Regions from separate parts of the Triticum aestivum genome. Here region 2 is linked to region 1. The links are chromatin contacts, called in public Hi-C maps. All regions are on one chromosome and are shown on one strand. Each heading gives the region's core, a stretch centred on a gene start, on an enhancer-like site or on the middle of the called end of the contact. The rest is flanking DNA. Distances are from core to core; before and after follow the strand shown. Region 1 holds the start of LOC123090984 (calcium-transporting ATPase 3, endoplasmic reticulum-type). Region 2 holds the start of LOC123090985 (glycosyltransferase BC10).

Region 1 (2,506 bases), core at 3-2,502:
TTGCCACATGTAAAATGAACATTAGAAGTTAGAACTGATAGCTTACTTTCTTCTTGGGGCAGCACTGCAGATCATCCATGCACGAAAGCAAAGTGCAGCAATCAGTTAGAGGCCACAATAATGATAACAAGAATCAAAATGTATGAATACCGCAATGCAAAATTAGATGACAACATAAATATGTCTGCCCTCAAAATTGTGCAGGGGTCTCGACTGAAGCTTTCAAATTTTACTGAGAAAATGGTAGGGATCTGAACTACATCCAAAGTATGAAAGCTGTATCAATTCAGTTAAATCAGCATCACGGTGACTTCCAAATTTCATTCAGGGATTACAAAAGTCGATACGTGCGGGTTATGGCATTACATCCGTGACAAAATGTTTTTTGTCGGATAACCTCAGCAAGTTATAAGGGTGTGAGGCCGTTCCCCGTTATTAGTATTACAAAAAAGTCACCAAGCACATTCATGCAAAGCACATCTCCTCATTTAGAAATGCTCTGGTTTTAGATGGTTCTAGTGGCTAGGACTTAACCACCAAAGCAGAGGGCATATCAATGCTGACAAAATATAGAACTATAGATAGCCGCCGTGTGCGAAATAAAAAGCCCTATTCTGATGAATTTGGATAGAATACATTTCGAGGTTGGTGCACAGGAATCAAACAATCCCTCGTCTGAAAAACTTCCTCACTCAGCAAAACCCCATATCCTTCTCTCCATTTGTTACTTTAACACAAGCAGTTCGGCGACAATAAGCAAATGAAAAAGCATTGGACAGCACGAAGTTCCTCACCGTTTTTGCCGTGAAGCAAGGCATGCTGCTCCACCTGCCCACACAAGCCAAAAACCAAATCAGCCCCCCATTCCCCGTAACCCAGACCAAAAACCACAGCGCGGACGGCTCGGAGCAGCACCTGCGAGTCGGAGAGGCCCTTGGTCCGGTCCACGCCGAACGCTTGGAGCACCTGCGAGGAAGGGCGGCGACCAGATCCGTGAGAGGCGGCGGCGGCGGCGAAAGGAGGGAAGGTCAAGCGATGGCGCGAGACGGGGCCGAGATGTGGCGGCGGGGGCTTACCTCCGCGGCGGACTTGGCGTAGGCGTCCTCCATGGTCGGCGGCGCCGACGGGTGGGAGGGGGAGGGGGCGGAGGGGAGGGAGTGATCGCGGCGGCGCGGCCAGGGAGAAGCGGCCGGATTTTCTCAGCTCGGGTTTTGGATTTGGGTGTTTTATTGGTAGCAACGGTGTGATTTGCTGGTCAGAGGACAGGTGGCCGTGGGATCTCTGCTCCGGATCGGCCGCTGGAACACGTGGGCCATGAGGAAGTGAAGTGCGAGACAAGTGATGCACACTTTTTAGCCTAGCTTTGCTTCGCCTTCTCGCTAGCCAAAACGTGTCGAAATGAAGAGGGGGGGGGGGGGGGGGGGGGGGGATGACCCAAAAAAGGAAAAAAAAATGTCAATAATAATAACAATATGCGTCCGCGTGTTTGGAATTTCACAGGCTGCAATGCAGGTAAATGAACTAAATAAATAGTTAAGGTCATCTTCAAGGTTGAAACTCATTTCACCCTCGTATGTCCGGACATGTACGTGTGTCCAGCATGCTCTTCAAAGTTCAACTGTCTCCACAATCTGGACTTCCCCAAATCCAGATCACATGGGCCCTACATAAAACTCCATCCCACCATGCACTCTTTCGTTTTCGTGTCGGACTCTCCTTTTCCTGCTCAGCTTTCTGCCATAGCAGGACATTTTTCGTTGTGGCCCTCTTCTATAAATCCGAATAATGCCCACCCCACCTTCACCATGTGTCAACACCGGCAAAAAATGGTCGTGTGTTACTACGGGCAAAAGGCGAGAAATGCCACGAGCAGGTCACAAAGCGCTAAAGTTCCTCTCCCATATCTCTCGTTTTCGTTGACCACTGTGATTCTCCTCTCCCATCTCTCACATTTTCATTGACCACTATGATTCCCTAGCATGCTTAAGTTTTGACGATCTAATGGGAAGGCCAAATTAAAGCAATTCCAAAAGAGAAGCAAATCATATGATCTAAGAATTAGATGTATTTTGTTTTAATTACAAGAAACATCATATTGGGTCCATGAGCCTCTTTCTTCGATGTAATCTCATAAATAATGCAAGAGAGACATGATGGCCTTTCTTCGATGTCAATCAATTAGTTGAAAGAAAACTTAAGCGATACCACTCACAACTAACTAAAGTGAAAAATAAACTCGATGAAGGTGCAAATTCTTGTATAGAAAAGAATAAAATCTTTTCCTTTAGAAACATAGACCGTCTTAAATAACATCTCACGAAAAAAACCTCTTAAATAGCATGTCCGCTCGCGCGTAGGACCTGGGACGCCGCCGCCACCCATTGCTCTGCGACACCACGGCCGCCGCCTCCGTCATGTGGAACGACAGAGAAGCTCGAGCACGGCTGAATGGAGCGGTTCCAGACGCCGGTTATGCGGAGCATCTCCGCCCAAGCGCTGGCCCAGG
Region 2 (2,506 bases), core at 4-2,503, 240 kb after region 1:
AATCCAACGAGTCCAAGAAAACTCCACACTTATGTGACCGTTTTGTGTTGCGGCCAATTCTCAATCGCTAATCGCTTCGATCTTGGCTTTATCAACTTCAATTTTCCGTGAGCCATGCCAGTATTCAGTCGGTGCAAAAGGTGCACTTTCCAAGCTTACCAAACAAATGTGCATCGCGTCGAGCAATAAAAACATCACGTAAATGATCCAAGTGTTCCTTCAAAGATTTGCTATAAATCAGTATGTCATCAAAATAGGCTATCACAAACCGTTTAACAAAGGCACGTAAAACTTTATTCATTAATCTCATGAAAGTGCGAGGTGCATTAGTTAACCCGAAAGGCGGGGGTGTGGTTGTGGGGTGATACAAATGGGTATGCCCGGTCACTTCCAGCCGACACGCCCAGACGCGTCACATGCGTATAGGGAGACAAATTAGACAACTCCCGTTGTAAATACTCGACATGGCCAATGCTTCACGCTGGACAACTGCCCCAATTATCGCATCATCCACAGTGATCCAAACGAGTTTTTTTTGCGGGTGGATCCAAATGAGGTTAACTAAGTTGTTTTTAGAAGAAAGCTACCTCTTGCAAGTTAACCGGTCTCTTCCCTACAAAAAATTGAAGAAATGAGGAAAAGAGAAGAGAGAGAAAAAAAAGAAAGAAATAATGAACCGGTGAAAGATGGTGAAAAATGCATGAACAGAAGAGTGAGGGGGGAGGAAAAGATAGTCATTGATAAAGTACTATTGTCTATCTTGATGCATGTAGATCTCACTGGCAACCTCATCTACCTGGATGGGCGTGAGGCAGCACCAACATGACGCCTCCATGGTTCATGCCCTAATGAGCATTTCTAGAGACGCATGAGACCATATTTCTTGGATGTTGTTAGGAAATTCCGGTTCCGATAGGAGTAGTGGTACAAACATCGCTCTCGGGATTGGGCATTTCACGCGATCCACCGGAAACCACGGCAACACGTCGTCACGACTCCACGAGACCAGCACGCACGACTTCACGAGACACAAAGATCTCTCCCGTCCTCTGCCAAACCCGAGACCTCGACGAACCCGGTCTTCAAGCACCGCTCTCCGTACCATAGAGCACAGAATCCTCTCCCCGCCTTCGCAGCTCCCGTAGACCCAGTCCACCCAGCCGCAGCTCCCTCCTCCGTTACTGAGTAGCGCACCCGTGAGACGTTACTCGTCCCCTAGGCTAGGCGGCCTCCACCCTCCAGAACCCCCACCCCACCCCCCCACCGCCGTCCCCCACCGCCACCAGCCGCTCTGCCGAATCGAAGTCCGCGCCGCACCAACCACCGCCCGCCCCTCCCCAGATCTAGCCCCCCATCCAACCTACGTGTTGCCCCTCGATTCGGCGCGCCCCTGACCCGGCCTCGTGCCCGGAGCATGCCACGCGCGGCCTCAAATCTGCCAGATTCCATCACCTAGCTCCCGGTAGCAGCAGCAGCACCACCACCAGCCGCGAGCCGGCCGGCGGGCGCGATGCAGGCGCGGGTGGCGTCCATGGAGGACATGAAGGAGGCGAGGCTGGGGGCGCCGGGGCAGGGCGGCGGGAGGGTGTTCCCCACCGGGATGCTCAAGGTCTTCCTCGGCTTCCTGCTGCTCGGCGTCGGCCTCTCCGCGGCCGGCATGTACATGGCGCGCCACACGCTGGCGGCCGCCGCGCCGGCCATCTTCCGCCCCTGCCTCGGGGCCTCCGCCGGCGCGGGGGAGGAGCAGCCGCTGGAGGGGCTCGAGCGCTGGACCCGCGCCCCCTCGCGCGCGCGCCACGCGATGACGGACGAGGAGCTGCTCTGGCGCGCGTCCTTCGCGCCGCGGGTCCGCCCCTACCCGTTCCGCCGCGTGCCCAAGGTCGCCTTCATGTTCCTCACGCGCGGCCCGCTCCCGCTCGCGCCGCTCTGGGAGCGCTTCTTCCGGGGACACGAGGGCCGCTACTCCGTCTACGTCCACGCCCTGCCCTCCTACCGCGCCAACTTCACCAAAGACTCCGTCTTCTACCACCGGCAAATCCCCAGTAAGGTTAGTTAGCTCCCCTCTCGCGTGCTCGACCTCGCCTCCTCATGCCGTAGTAGACCAGTAGTGTGATCGCATACTCAACTTAGCAAGACACCGTTCCAGTGTGATAGGTGGCCTGCCTACTCATGCTGATCCAGTGATACCAACAGCAAACCATATTCAATCGTAGTGCCAACTGCCAAGATTGTACCACATTGAGCTGTACTGTACTGTAGTGTTACTCCACGACTTCATATGTGATACTATGACAGACTTGTAACTGAATCCCAACGTTTCAGCCATTACACTGAGCTGTGGTTCTACTTACTAGTTACTACAGTAAGGAACCTATGATCAATTCACATGTCGCCTGCCAGCTTGGGTGATTAAAACAGTTGTTGACAGTGAAAATTTCTGAACTTCCTTTGTTACATTTGTTTTTTAAATATACAAAAGAACTGTGCATTTTTGCATTTAAGGAGA

The links. Hi-C and Micro-C count contacts between places; a contact is called where the count stands out from the background.
Region 2: a contact with region 1 is called in a Hi-C map of leaf, with 6 times the contacts expected there. The contact joins the promoter of LOC123090985 here to the promoter of LOC123090984 in region 1. A contact is called at or near these places in 3 of 5 Hi-C or Micro-C datasets (all in leaf).

The regions. Positions count from the first base shown.
Region 1 is chr4B:56,745,961-56,748,466 of IWGSC CS RefSeq v2.1, forward strand. LOC123090984 (calcium-transporting ATPase 3, endoplasmic reticulum-type) reads right to left here and starts at 1,253. Exons shown (of 34, transcript XM_044512377.1): 1 at 1,077-1,253; 2 at 916-966; 3 at 795-828; 4 at 47-64. The coding sequence starts at 1,109.
Region 2 is chr4B:56,986,787-56,989,292 of IWGSC CS RefSeq v2.1, forward strand. LOC123090985 (glycosyltransferase BC10) reads left to right here and starts at 1,254. Exons shown (of 2, transcript XM_044512378.1): 1 at 1,254-2,047. The coding sequence starts at 1,511.